Regions from separate parts of the Mus musculus genome. Here all the other regions are linked to region 1. Evidence: chromatin contacts called from public HiChIP or PLAC-seq data. All regions are on one chromosome and are shown on one strand. Each heading gives the region's core, a stretch centred on a gene start, on an enhancer-like site or on the middle of the called end of the contact. The rest is flanking DNA. Distances are from core to core; before and after follow the strand shown.

What was found. HiChIP or PLAC-seq counts read pairs in DNA pulled down with a chosen protein or histone mark.
Region 2: a contact with region 1 is called in a FOXA1 HiChIP or PLAC-seq map of pancreatic cancer cells. The contact joins the promoter of Tns3 here to the enhancer-like site in region 1. A contact is called at or near these places in 8 of 39 promoter capture datasets (the 3T3-L1 cell line, the C10 cell line, the HPC-7 cell line and 5 more), 8 of 484 Hi-C or Micro-C datasets (3T3-L1-derived adipocytes, the C2C12 cell line, bone marrow-derived macrophages and 5 more), 12 of 115 datasets of contacts at active chromatin or transcription factors (the SCID.adh cell line, VIP interneurons, bone marrow-derived macrophages and 7 more) and 2 of 9 other capture datasets (embryonic stem cells and macrophages).
Region 3: a contact with region 1 is called in an H3K27ac HiChIP or PLAC-seq map of extraembryonic endoderm stem cells. The contact joins two enhancer-like sites. A contact is called at or near these places in 7 of 115 datasets of contacts at active chromatin or transcription factors (bone marrow-derived macrophages, embryonic stem cells, extraembryonic endoderm stem cells and 2 more) and 1 of 9 other capture datasets (embryonic stem cells).
Region 4: a FOXA1 HiChIP or PLAC-seq map of pancreatic cancer cells shows a contact between it and region 1. The contact joins two enhancer-like sites. A contact is called at or near these places in 5 of 484 Hi-C or Micro-C datasets (the HPC-7 cell line, liver, macrophages and 2 more) and 3 of 115 datasets of contacts at active chromatin or transcription factors (embryonic stem cells, pancreatic cancer cells and trophoblast stem cells).
Region 5: a FOXA1 HiChIP or PLAC-seq map of pancreatic cancer cells shows a contact between it and region 1. The contact joins two enhancer-like sites. A contact is called at or near these places in 2 of 484 Hi-C or Micro-C datasets (muscle stem cells and nephron progenitors), 7 of 115 datasets of contacts at active chromatin or transcription factors (acute myeloid leukemia, bone marrow-derived macrophages, embryonic stem cells and 2 more) and 2 of 9 other capture datasets (adipose tissue and liver).

Annotation. Positions count from the first base shown.
Region 1 is chr11:8,820,325-8,823,024 of GRCm38.p6, forward strand. No RefSeq gene overlaps it. Among named protein-coding and RNA genes, the nearest start is that of Gm36772, 22 kb to the left of the region's middle. Within about 2 kb of position 1,302, at least 44 of the 459 cell types and tissues checked have an H3K27ac peak or open chromatin away from gene starts, as enhancers often do. A contact at or near this core is called in the C2C12 cell line, extraembryonic endoderm stem cells, muscle stem cells and 3 more, where this site is marked.
Region 2 is chr11:8,663,238-8,665,959 of GRCm38.p6, forward strand. Tns3 (tensin 3) reads right to left here and starts at 1,298. Exons shown (of 31, transcript NM_001083587.1): 1 at 1,242-1,298.
Region 3 is chr11:8,633,462-8,636,267 of GRCm38.p6, forward strand. The region is part of intron 1 of Tns3 (tensin 3); the gene reads right to left. Among named protein-coding and RNA genes, the nearest start is that of Tns3, 30 kb to the right of the region's middle. Within about 2 kb of position 1,475, at least 78 of the 459 cell types and tissues checked have an H3K27ac peak or open chromatin away from gene starts, as enhancers often do. A contact at or near this core is called in extraembryonic endoderm stem cells and pancreatic cancer cells, where this site is marked.
Region 4 is chr11:8,692,115-8,694,814 of GRCm38.p6, forward strand. No RefSeq gene overlaps it. Among named protein-coding and RNA genes, the nearest start is that of Tns3, 29 kb to the left of the region's middle. Within about 2 kb of position 1,252, at least 137 of the 459 cell types and tissues checked have an H3K27ac peak or open chromatin away from gene starts, as enhancers often do. A contact at or near this core is called in myocytes, pancreatic cancer cells and trophoblast stem cells, where this site is marked.
Region 5 is chr11:8,588,352-8,591,051 of GRCm38.p6, forward strand. All of the region lies in intron 3 of Tns3 (tensin 3), which reads right to left. Among named protein-coding and RNA genes, the nearest start is that of Tns3, 75 kb to the right of the region's middle. Within about 2 kb of position 1,265, at least 159 of the 459 cell types and tissues checked have an H3K27ac peak or open chromatin away from gene starts, as enhancers often do. A contact at or near this core is called in muscle stem cells and pancreatic cancer cells, where this site is marked.

The DNA.
Region 1 (2,700 bases), core at 52-2,551:
TGTAGTCTGCCTCCTTCACAGGTTCTTCAGCAGGCTGGTCCTCAGCTAAGTGAGTAGCCGGGAGCTCTGATGATGTAGGACCAAACCTGGAGGTCTCGCCACCACATATGTCCTTTGCTCTGCTCCACAGCCATGTGGGGTCACTGGCCTGTGCCACTAAGCTTGGTGTGATCATTACATTTTAATAAACTGCTTCCAGATAAAAATGGACGATAACAGACGTCACATTTACCTGCCTACCCAAACTGGAAAACAAACAAACAAAAACCAAACCAAACCAAACCAAAACCCACAGAAGACTAAAGAATAGGACAGTTGGGATGGCAGGTCCAGACCATGTTTGTTCTGATTTTTGCTGACTGTAGTAAGCAGCATTTAAAAGTCTGTTTATTTTTCACTCATTGTTAAGTTAGCATACTAATGGATGGGTTTCATTGTGTCCTGCTCACACATATGCATGGTTGTACTTTGTTCCTGTTGCCTCTCCTGCTATCTTCTCCCATCTCCCCTGTCCCACTCTCCTCTAGCTTCCTTCTCCATAGTCTCTGTTTTTTGAGACAGGGTTTCTCTGTAGCCCTGGCTGTCCTGGAACTCACTCTGAAGACCAGGCTGGTCTTGAACTCAGAAATCCACCTGCTTCTGCCTCCCAAGTGTTGGTATTAAAGGCATGTGCCAACACCGCCTGGCTCTCTTTTCCACTTTTAAGTTCCACTGTTCTTCATCTGTTGGTCTCCTCTCTCCATCTTCTCTCTGGTGTTTTAGGTTTTCCTCACACTTATCTGTTGATATGCACATACACATACACAATAGGCTAGGATCGTCACATCGTGTACTTTGTATTTCAAGTTTGGGTCATCTTGTTTAATACTGTACTTTCTAGATCCATCCATTTGAAGATTCCCTAAGTGTTGCTCACTCTGCTGAAGAAATGCTACCTTCCCATGCTCTACAGCACTAAAAGGGAGATGGTGGCTCTACAAGTTGATTCACTTTAGGCTTACGGCTGTCAAAATCCAGTGATATCTCAGCTAAAGGGATTGGCATTTGGCCACTGAGACTGAGGTCCCGCTCTTAATAATCTGAATATAGCTTCCCACAAGCTGCACCTCTGAGCGTTCCATGTTCTATCTGTGTCATAGGCTGTGTCACAACCCGGGGCTGTGGCAGGCTGAACTCAGCTGTCTCCATCCTTCAGGATAGCTCTCTTTTCCAAACTAGGATCTCTCTCAGGCTTAAGCTTCTCGGATGCCCCCCTGAGTCATAGAAAGACAGAGCCATGCTTCTCATTGCTGCTGACTCATTAGCCTGAGGAATCATTGTCTCACGGAAGCCTGCAGCTGCATCTGGGGCTTGTGAAGGCTCTGGCTTATTCTTATCTTTTGGGTGGGGCTGGTGCTTCCCCACCTCTGCCCAGTAGCCACACCATTGGAGCTATGTCTGGTTTGTTCAACTAGTGCTTGTCACTAGTTGGTGTCTGTTGTCACCTCTGTGGATTCCAAAGCTATTAGTCTTTTTCTTTTTGGAATGGCCAATTCTTAGAATTGACTCTTCCCTTTAACCAGGTCACAGGGAAGAAACGTATGCTCCACTAGCTTACATGGAAGGCCTCTGGTTTTTGTTTTCCAAATACTTTTGTTTTGAATTTTTATTTCCCTTCTTATATTTACCTGACTTGTTTAACTTTTCATTTTTAGGCAATGTTTTCCCTGCCTTCTCCTCAACCTCTCCTTTCCCTTCTTCCTTTAAAATCTCTTGGTCTTTCCTCTTCCTCTTCATGGTCTTCCTTTTCTATTTGGATTTTCTTTTGCATAACTTTAATTTTTCTTTCCCTTTCCCTTCATTTCACTCATATCTCTACCTTCATCCTTCATAGTTTTTAGTTTATCATCTCTCCATTGCCTTGTCCAGTTCATGTTCTTGGTCAACAGTGGGATGTGATGTAGTCTCACTCTGCCCTCCCGCCCTCAGGCTTTCATCTTCATTCCTACTTGAGTAGGAGGGTATTTGTGTATCTTGTTTGACTTGCTGGTGTTGCTTATGGTGTTGTTCCTTTCTCCTCTTGAATGGCACTGCTGAGAATTGGGCCTATTAAAGGGCAGCTCCATAAGACCCCAGGCAGAACTGGCAGATGGAGTGAAACCAACAGATGAGCTAATTACAACACAGAAACATATAACCGCACAAAAGCAAGGCAAGACGAGACCTTCAGCACACCGAAATTCCTCAGCTACTGAGCTCAGTAGTGCAGTGATAGAGCGTTAAATGATCAATTAAATACTAAAATATGATTGATGCCATTGATGAGATATAAACAGGCAGATGAATGGAGTAAGGAAATCAATTTAGGACAGAAAAGGAAGTCAGAAATGCAGGGGAGAAAGTTAGAAGGATGTGTAAGAGAGTCAGTAAGGAAATGGAATCCAAATAGAAATACATTTCCATGAATTAAAGACAAACAAACAGGACCAAAATGGCTTCTACAACAGACCAGTCCAGCTAAAGGAAGTGAGGAAGGAGGCAAGAAGGGAATGTGACATCGAACATCAGTGAAGAAAAGAGTTGAACTATAATATCTATGAATTGTGGAGTGCAATTAAGACACACTTAGGAATTCACAGAATTTGAGGAAGTGGAAACAAAAACAAAAAGCAAAGAAAACGTGTTTAGGGAGCCTATAGTAGAAGTCTCTGAAACCAAGGG
Region 2 (2,722 bases), core at 48-2,547, 160 kb before region 1:
AGCCATCCCCGCCCCCTTCCTGGTCCTCAGCACAGAAAAGCCTTTCTTAATACTTGTTGATTGATTTGCAAATATAACCTCATAGGCCCCAAAGAGGGAAGCAACAAAATCACAAAGACAGTCAAAAATCTCTTTTAACAGGCAAAAAACTAAAAGCACTTTTAAAAAGTATTCATATGAACAGACCAAAGCCTCAAGGAAATACATCAATATGTCAAAAGGGTTAGCTCTGATGGGGTACACATTATTACTATAGTAGCTCCTGTATTCTTGGTTTGGGGTGTCGTTTTGAAGCTCTATACAGTGGAGCAGAAGGCACAACTCAAGAAACAAAATTTGGAGTGGGCTGTGACAAAGCCGAGGGCGTTCCAATCAGTTGTGGTCACCCTAGATAGTGCGGTCTGCTGGCCCCAAGCCCTGGAGGGAACTTTTTGTGTTCAGTCACGCTAGAGAGTCGGGATCACCTGCTGGCACCGGCCAGAATGCCAGTTGGGGAAGGAAGGGGTTCGGGGTCTCTTTTTGCGGCATAGACTCTCAAATCGATCCAAGCAAACGTCCCCAGGGGCAGAACACAGAACTACACAGAAACCCCGGGGCCCAGGACCCTCCCTCCTACTTGTCAGCTACAGTGCCCGCGTGCCAGGAGACACGTGCCACAGGTGGCCCCCAGGCCTGTGCCTGCACTCGTACTCCTCCGAATAGTGGGAAAAGGCGGGATGAGACCCCTGGCTCCCAAGCAACCGAAAGGAAAGGAAAAGAGGCACACAGCTCACTTGCCTGGAAAAGGCGGGAGTAAAGTCCTGAGAAGTCTCATTGCAGCCCCAAGCGGCTCCTCCGTCTTCTCTTCCCTAACTGTCTCAGGGAGCAAAGTCCGCAGGGCCGGGGCGGCGATAGTGTGGTTCCGCCCCCGCCCTCCTAGCTAGGCGCCGGGCGCCGCGACCAGGACCCTGCCGGCCCCGGAGCTCCGGCCCGCGTCGGCCCGAGGACCTGGCTGAGCCCCAGACTCCCGATCGCCGCAGACCCCCTGGTCGTCCTCAGTCCTGGATCCCAAGCGCCCTTCCCGGGTGCCCCCGCGCCTTGTCCCTACACCCTCAACTGTCTCCGCGCCCAGGTTTGGTGTCTGCTCGGCTGCAACCCAGTTCCAAGACCCCGAACGCCCAGGCTCTGGAACCTGAGCGGGGGCCCCAAACAAAGAGTGTGGCGGCGTGTGGCTGCCCCTGCCCTGCTCCCGACCCTGGTACCTGGGCGAACCCGCAGCGCGGTCCGGCGGGGCGATGGCCGAAGCGAAGCTGGGCTCCGAGCTGCTCGCGGGCGGGCCCGTCCTCCTGGCTGGCCGCCCGCGCCCGCGGCAGGGCCCCCTCGAGGCGGCTCCGGCAATCGCTACGGACCGCCCGCGCACCGGAGCCCTGCCGGTCACCTGGTCTCATCTTCCTAACAATGTCCTGCGTTTCCAGGTGCTGGACACCCGCCCCCCGCACTCACCCCCTCGGGTTCCTGACCCAAGGGATGAGCTCTTTAAAATACCCTCCCACTTCGCTGGCCTCCCTAAATACCTCGGGGGCCCCAGTATTCTATAGGCTCAACAGTTCCATGTCTACGTAAGTGCACCTGGGGAGGGAGGTTCGAGTCCCATTCCTGCAAAACCAGTTTATTGTTTCATCCAGTGTGTCTAAGTGCTGTTTCTGCCAGGAGGAAGTCCTACAATACCCTCCAGTGACTTATTATCCCGTGGGGCTCTACGTGTATCAAGCAGCAGTCTCTAAGACAGCCCAGGATGCTCCAACAGCCCCTTCAACATCCAGAATTCACCAGGCAGGAGGAGATGATGGTGCTGGGTAGAAGTCCCTTGACTTCTTAAAGTGAACCTAGCAGGAGAGAATACGGTTGAGGCTGGCAGGAACACAGGAGAAAGAAGATCTCCTGAACAGCCTTTCTCAGATGAGGACAGAGCAAGATTTCTTAAGAGATCCCCAAGATTCGGATAGCTGGGCCTCTGTGTCCATTTTCTCATTGCGATCTCCAGGGAATGATGGCATGCCATTGCATGGTCTTTCAAACACGTCTGCATAAATGAGATGGAATTTCCATCAGTTTCTAGTGGACACCAGCAGCCCTTAATATCTCTGATTCCACTCCGGGAAAACACTCCAGGTAGCTTTAAAAGAGGGTAGAAATTGTATCTATCTGCTCGGTGCAGCCACTGTCTGAGGTTACCAAAACCTGTTCAATTCTTGCCATATTGTGCCTTCAAGAAAAAGCCAGGCTTGCCAGGAATGGTGGAGAAGCTGAGCTAGGAAAGTAATATCTGGTGGATCTGTTTACAGCGCAGCCTTCACAAACACTGAGGTGAGGCCCTGGATCCTAGGCCAGGCTAGAGGCCGGGCCACACCCTGTTTCCTCTCCCCCAGGTTTGGGAAGGCTATGCCTATCTCTGAGAAATGGAGACATTGGGAGAAGGAGATGTTGCCTGAGGCAAAAGCTTCCCCAGGCCCTGAGCCCCAGGCCCTAAGGAATGAAACAAGCATTTCCCTAGCCTCTGGGAGTCCCACGGGTCATGGGTGAGGAACAGGATGCTTGTAAAGGAGCCTTTAGAGGGGATAGGGAGGAGGTCACAGTCATTCTGCTAGAAAGGGGGACAAGGCAGGAACTGTTCCTTTGCCTTTGACCTGGTAAGAAAACACCCCCAAAATCTTAACTTGACATAGGTAAACCAAGTGGTGGG
Region 3 (2,806 bases), core at 225-2,724, 190 kb before region 1:
AGCAGTAGTTCCAGGAAGCTGGGGAGAGATTCAATCACCTTCAGGGCCATTGAGAAATGACTAGATAAGGGAGATGTAGTCCAGACTCCCTACAGTATTTAAAGAAGGGAAAGTCCTGCTGTTGGCAACAACTTAGGTGGAACAAAGTTAATGAACTAAGCCAGGTCCAGGAAGTCAAACACCATAGGAGCTCACTCACATGTGGATTATGAAAAAAGAATCTGGGGGCTGGAGAAATGGCTCAGCGGTTGAGAGTATTGACTGCTCTTCTGAAGGTCCTGAGTTCAAATCCCAGCAACCACATGGTGGCTCACAACCATCCATAATGAGATCTCATGCCCTCTTCTAGTGTGTCTAAAAACAGCTACAGTGTAATTACATATAATAATAAATAAATCTTTAAAAAAAGAAAAGAAAAGAAAAGAAAAAAGAGTCTGAGAGAAGTAGAGAAGTGAGAGTGGAGAGGTGATCAGCACCATCCTGGCAGGGGTGGGGGCAGGGTGGGGGCTGGGGGTGGGGGTGGGGTGTTCTGGGATTGACCAATGGGTACAAAGTTTTAGATGCCAACAAGTTCTGGGGTTTTATTGCACAGAATTCCAGAGTTGAGAATAGCATATCATATGTTGCAAGGTAGAAGATTTCAATGCTCTCACCACAAAAAATAATAAGCATCTAAGATGATGACATGCTAATAGCCCTACTGTTATCAGGATGCAATGCACATTCATTAAAAACCCCACGCTAGAGCTGAGAGACACACACCACTGTGTTCTATGCATATGTACAATTTCTATGTTCAAACTAACCAGTGAAAGTTAGAAATCAAACCTAACTTAAAGAAAACCTGTGCAGTTTCGCCAGGCCGTCTGCTAAGGAGAACCTACCGAAGCCTGATTTACATCCAGGTCCTGGAGGGCACAGCCAGCAGTTCCTCCAACATGGAGACACTCTTGGCTGTTCCTAGAGTCCACAGGGAGACCCCTGGATTACCCCTGGTCCTTTCAGGCCTCCTCGGCTCTTCCAGACCAGAAACAACCCAACTTCCCCTGTTGGGGCCAGCACACAACAACAAAACCATATATAGACCCTGAGCAGGGAAGACAGCACATCATCAGAGGGGCCTCCCAGGGCCAAGACAGGCCATAGTGACCCTCAGACACCCCTGAAGGGAGTGGACAGAAACATCCTAAACTGAACCAACTCTCCCTCAATCATTTATAGCACAAACCCTGGGGCCAGCTCCCAGATGCAGTATGTCTTCAAAATCCCCCATGGGGCTCACAGCTACAGCTGAGATGACACACTAGGAGCAACGGACTTGGGAACAAGAAGCCCAGAGCCTGGGACATTCCCCCAGCAGGCATGCCTAAAGGGAAGTGGGCAACACACAATGGCCGCAAAGACCAGGATGCCTTGGTAGACTCCAGCCAGTCCAGCAGTGCAACCACCGGTTTATTATTAACTTCACTGAGTCACGGTTTCTTCATTGGTTACTGCTGAGCGATCTCAAAGACTTCTACTGAATGTTAATCAGACACTCCAGGAGGGGTTATGTTCCCGGCTGCCAACTCCCCCACCCCTCCCCAAGCCCCACCCCCAGTTCTGTTTTCATCAACACAACAAGTTTTAGCTACTTATTATCAAAGTCTTCCGAAGGTGAGACTACTGCTCAGGTGGCTGTGAGTCAGCATTTTCAGGGAGTCCAGACTCACAGCAGTAACATCCCCCTAACCCCACCATGGAAATGGCCTTGAGGTTCAGCCCCCAAGTGTTCATGAGTCTGGCAGAGCACTGATACAGGAGGCCAACACATAACTACCACACAAGGGGCACCCCAGCCTCCCACCTCCTACCCCTACACAGCTACTCAGCAAAGGCAGGAGAGCAGGACAAAGAGCTCTCAACTTACCAAAGAGTTTGAGTAGTTGCTTGTCATTTTAAAACATCACTGGAAGCTGGGCGTGGTGGCGCACGCCTTTAATCCCAGCACTTGGGAGGCAGAGGCAGGTGAAATTCTGAGTTCGAGGACAGCCTGGTCTACAGAGTGAGTTCCAGGACCATGCAGAGAAACCCTGTCTCACAAAAACAACAACAACAAAAAAAATTCACTGGAGGAAAAAATATGTATAACACAGGACTGGCAATCTTCCTAATCATCCTTTATTTAAAAAAAAAAAAAAAAGAAGAAGAAGAAGAAGGGGGAGGAGGAAGAAGAGGGGGAGGAAGAGAAGAAGAGGAGGAAGAAGAGGAAGAAGAAGTTGAAGTTTATAGCCATCACTGTCCTCACATTGGGCGGAGATGGCACTGGCTTGGTCAGTATCCCTTTACTGCTATATCTACGTCTCAGCTCAGGGCACACCAGCCTGCAGGAACGGGGTGGGTGTTCTCACTGTGTCCCTCAGACCGCATCCCATGAGTCTCACACAAATGGCATTAGAAAAGGAGTGTGTAAATCAACAGAGACAGCCACTAGGTTTAAGGTGACTGTCACTGGAGGCCACACCCCTGGGTTACACCCAGGGTTGGGTCTTTGGAATGCAAGGCCTCCTATCAGCTGCCCTTTGAATTTCTGATTAGCTGCTTAGGGACCATTTCTCCATTCATGCATTCCAGAGCTTACTGGACAGTGGAAGGGGCAGAGACTCCTTAAACCTAAAGTGACTAAAGGGACTTTCCTCCAGAAAAAGAAAAGAGAGAAAGCCATGTGGAAGAATGCCCAGAGGATAGGGAGAGGGAGTTTGGAGCAGAGAACCCAAGGAAGAACTAAGGGACTCAGGTACCCAGCACTCCAAAATGACAGGGGCTA
Region 4 (2,700 bases), core at 2-2,501, 130 kb before region 1:
GAGCTTTTGAAATGTCACAGTGGAAATTAGAAACAAAGACGAGGCAGACACCTAAGCCCAGTGAAGCATGTTTACTTTCATGACCTTATAAGCAGGACTCTTTGCAAACCTTCCTCTGTTTTTTTATTTTATTTTATTACATGCATTTATTTTGTGCGTATGTGTTTATGGGTGTGCACATGTACCACTGTGTGTGTTAGAGGTCCCGGGACAATCTGTGGATGTTGGCTCTCTCCATCATGTGAGTTCTGGGGACTAAACTGTGGTTCTCAGGCTTGGCAGAAAGCCGAGTCATCTTGCCAGCTCATAGCCAAAGATCTTTATGTTTATCAGAAGAATAGACTGGGCACCTTAATGTATGGCAAGATGTTTGCCTTACATAAAACCGAGACGTCCGAGCTGGTGGGAAAGGAAGACAGGTGAGTGAGCTGATAGAGCCAGAGCTGTCAGTCACAGGGTCAGGACTGGCTCTGGAGTCTCTGTTCATGCAGCTGGGAAGTATGTGGTCACAAGTACCCAGAAGGACAGCCAGAAAAATGAGTGACACGGTATATAAGGCAGAACGTGGAATCTGGCACAGTACCAACACTACTTTCTCTTGACACGTGCATCTGTTTGTTGAGTGTGAACTTGTGTCTATGTGTGTGCACAGTGTGCATTTAAACAAGCCTGTGAGTGCGGGCTTTTGCAAATGGAGGTGGGCACGCTGTAGAGTGTGCATTCTTGCGAGCGAGGGTGCGTGAATGGCAGTGTGTGTGTGCTTCTGCTCCTTTTGAGTCCTGCCCAAAAGACTGGCTCGGGCCTGATTTGTTTTGCCATTTGCCATCCTTTCTCTCCTCCCCCATCTCCAGACAGAAGCTCACTCTTAGTATAGCTCAAGAATCAGCCCCACCCCTGCATGTAACCTGATCCCCCCGTGGAATGCACAACAGAGCTTCAAAACCCTGGAACAGGGCTAATCCTCTTTATTTGGCAGCATCTCTGAAAAAAAAAATAAAATAAAGTAAACCAGTGGGGGCGAGGCAGGAAAGTTGGAGGTCCCGCTTCTGCTGTCTGTCCACACAAAGCCCGCTGGGCCTTGGGCTGCTTGCAAAGGAAAGACATTGTCTTGTGGATTACAAGACATAAAGTGGAAGGCTCTTCTGTAATTATGCCTGAAGAGTTTAGTCGCCAGTGTTTGAAGCCAGGAAGCAGTCCTGTTGCTGATCAACTATATGTTTACTGAGCCTGTACTGTGAGTCAGGCCCCTGCTGGGCGGGATCCAGGGGTGCAGAAGGGAAAACGCTGCTGTGATAGACCAGAGCCTTCCCTGCTGCAGACATCAGCCCCCAAGGCAAAGGCTGCCAAGAGAGCTGCCCCAGCCCAGTGCTAGTATAAAGCATGGTTAGGTTTAAAGAAAGGCCATAAAGGTCATGACCATCCTGCCTTTAGAAATGCATTCGCATGGACTTACATAGGAACTCACTCCTGGGCAGATGACACGGATTTATTTATCTTATAACCCTGGACCTTTGTAGAGCCCTGGATACAAGGTCAGTCACCCTGGTCCTAACGCTCGCCCAGGTCTGTATTACTGAGGGAGAGGCTTTATCGTGAGCCCTGCTGGGATCCCAGTCCCGCCTTTGAGTATTTGCTTGCTTTATTTATTTGTTTAAGACACAGAGCCTTTCTGTGTGACCCAGGCTAGCCTTGAACTTGCTATGCTGGCCTAGCACTTCTGGCCCTCCTGCTTCTCAGGATCTCACTGTGTACCACTTGCCCGACTTGTTGTCATTCATTTGTCCTCCTTCCTTTTGATTTTCCTCCTTATGTATGCATGTTTTTCTTTATTAAAACGGTGGTACTGAAGGTAATACTCAGCAAAGGTGTTACACATCTCACAAAATACCTGGTTAACAGCATATGTGTGCATTTCAGCATTGCGGGACAGGCTTTTCCTAGGGAGACACTACACAAGGATCTATTCCCCCCAGATAGGGAGACCACAACAGGCCAAAGAAGAGATATCACCAAAGTCCAACTCGATGAGCCCATGGGTTTTATTAGGGTTACTTACAGGAGTCTGGGTAGAGAAGAGTAGGCTGGTTCCAGGAACTGGGCAATTCTAGGCAAGTCCAGCTTCAGAAGCTGCCCTGCCACCTGGCCTGAATCAAGGACAATGGGTTACCAGCAGTTTCCAGATCTTCCCAGAAAGTTCCACCACACCCAGGTAACGGAATGTCTGTAGAAATGGACCCAACATATTACCATAGAGGTCACCTACCCTAGAATCCCCTAATGTGCTTTAAATCAGGCCTGCGAGCTCACTTGGCTGTTTCTCTATCTTGGTAATGGGAGACCCCGGCACGCTGGACTAATGCAGAATAAAACACTCTTTGAGTTTACATCCTATTTGAGTCGGGGTGTCATTCTTCATGGTATCACAGACCCTTACAGGATGAGAAGATACAAACAGGAGCAGAAATGACTCAAAGCTCACCCTAGTATGGGTGACAGCTCACCAAAGCTGGAACCATGGAGAACACTGCCTGTAGGCAGCTCAAGAAGTTGGAGCTGTCCCTTCCATGTGACTCAGTACATCTAGACTTCTTGCAGGCAGCTTAGCTGGTTCCTTTAAGGCAGCTGATCTGGTCTCAGAGTCTTCTTTCAGCTTTGCCCATTTGGGAGTCTTCTTTGCATCCTTGGACTCTCTGGATTTAT
Region 5 (2,700 bases), core at 15-2,514, 230 kb before region 1:
CAGCGCAATGGTTAAGAGCACACACTGCACTCAGAGAGGAAGAATCTGAGTTCAGTTTCAGCAGCCATCTTCCAGTTACTGCCTCTTACTTTAGCTCCACAGGATCCAACACTCTCTTCTGGCCTCTGCTGGCACCTGCACTCACATGTGCATACACACAGACATGTACAAGGACTCATAGTGAAAGATAAAACACGTCACTTAAAAATTAAAATAAGGGCTAGGCGTAGTGGTACATGCCTTTAATCCCAGCACTCGGCAGGTGGATTTCTGAGTTCGAGGCCAGCCTGGTCTACAGAGTGAGTTTCAGGACAGCCGAGGGCTACACAGAGAAACCCTGTCTCGAAAAAAAAAAAAAATTAAAGTAAGGGCTGGAGAGATGGCTCAGAGGTTAAAAGCACTGACTGCTTGCTCTTCCAGAGGTCCTGAGTTCAATTCCCAGCAACCACATAGTGGCTTGCAACCATCTGTAATGGAATGCAATGTCCTCTGCTGGTGTGTCTGAAGTCAGCTACAGTCTGAAGATGAGCTCTCATGAAGATGTACTCACATACCTAAAGTAAGTAAATACATCTTAAAAAAAAAATTAAAGTAAAAGTTACCATAATTTTTATATCTGACTAGTTAAATCTTTATTTCATATATTCTGCAAAGAGTCCCCACCTCACACCATGTGACATTAACCTAGCATCCAACACTTATCATCCACCAGTGTCCTCACAACGCTGTCCAGGCCACCTCTGTAGGACATCACACTCACAAGCCACCTCTGCTCCACCTCATCAGTACTCCAGGCCTAAGATGTCCCCAGTAAAGGACCCCACAGAGGGGTTAGAGAGGGAGCAGAGGGCTGGCCTAGCAGGTGGGGGTTCTGGGTTCAAAGTTCAGCACGGCTGAACTGAAACAAACAATAAACATGCCCTTCACTTCTCCTCTCCTGACCCCATTCAAGGCCTTCAAGATCAGAGCCTCCAAAGGATCCACCAGCTAAGCACGGGACCCTTCAGATTCAAAGGAGGGCAATCTACAGTAAGACTGGAATTGCAGATTTTTACCCTACATTCTACATTCCATTCATTCGGATCTTCCAGCCTTCCTTAAGGCTCAGCAAGTATTTATTGTCCCTAAGATCCGGTAAGCAGGGAGATGCTTAGTAACAGGAAGACTAAAACCTGTAATCCTCCAATGTCCTCCCCTGCTCACCCACCCACTTGTTCAGCAAGTCTTGGGGAATTCTCCGGTGGTGAGTCAAAAGTCTGGAAACACACAAAAATGAATTCAGTCGGCTGCCCCTGGGAGGTGGAAATAAGGAAGCTCTGGGCTCTTTCTGTGTTCAGGGGACCGTGGGGGTGGCCACTTCCTGAATCCTTGCCCAAAATTAACAGCTTTACAGAAGTGGCAGAGCCTTGTCAACAGAAGCTTGGTTTCGCAAGTTAAAATGCGGAGAGGACTGGTGTGTGCAGTCAGTTCAGCCCTGCTTCTAAAAGAGGTGTGTGTGTGTGTGTGTGTGTCTGTCTGTCTGTCTGTCTGTCTGTCTGTTGTCCCTGTGTAGGTGGGGTTGTTTCTCTTCCAAACTCTTACTCTAGAAGTGGCTGAAGAAGAATTCAGTGGCAGCAGGACAGAAGAATTCAGCGGCAGCAGGACATAAACCTCTACATGGAATACACCCCATCTAGAGGAAGGTCACCCTAGAGACCACCACGAACTGGCCCCGAGCACATACAGTCATGACCAACCACCAGCTGGCTGTCCAGAGGCACACCTGGCAACAGCACAGGGTCGTGTTGGGGGGGAGGGGGTGGCTGGGAAGCAAAGTGAAGTATCTGAAAGTCTTATAAGGATGAAGACACAGGGGCTGGAGAGATGGCTCAGTGGTTAAGAGCACTGACAGCTCTTCCTGAAGGTCCTGAGTTCAAATCCCAGCAACCACATGGTGGCTCACAACCATCCTTAATGACATCTGACGCCCTCTTCTGCTGTGTCTGAAGACAGCTACAGTGTACTTACATATAAAAATAAATAATAAATAAATCTTTTTTTAAAAATCTGCTTTGCTTGAAAAAAAAAAGGATGAAGACACACAGAGATAACCTAAGGACAAGCCTATAAAGATACCACCAAGGTCCCCTGCCCAGGCAGGACAGAGAAGTACTGTTAGGGTAGGAGAAGGTGCTCAGAATACCTCTCCCCACCTAAACTTCGGCTCTGGAAGACAATACTGGGAAGATACTAGAAGAGCCCTGAGTGGACCAGAGATTCTCAAGACTTTCAGAACTTCTCTGACATGTGCGACATGTGCTTCCTTGGTAGGTTCCACCGTTTCTCAAATATGTACAAATAACAGCCCAGGGGGCCTCTCCGTTGGGTGTTCCTCTGCCTGTGCCCAGCCTGAGGGGCTAGAGGTAAAGGAAAGAGTGGGTAGATAGACTCCCTCACTTGTAAAGACCGTAAGTAGGGGGCTGGAGAGATGGCTCGGTGGTTAAGAGAACCGACTGCTCTTCCAGAAGTCCTGAATCCAAATCTCAGCACCCACATGGTGGCTCACAACCATCTGTAATGGGATCTGATGCCCTCTTCTGGTGTGTCTGAAGATGGCTGCAGTGTGCTTACATATAATAAATAAATCTTTTTTAAAAAGACCACAAGTGGAATCTGGAAAGAGAAGAAACAAGAGGTGTCAACGGACTAGGAGGCAGTGAC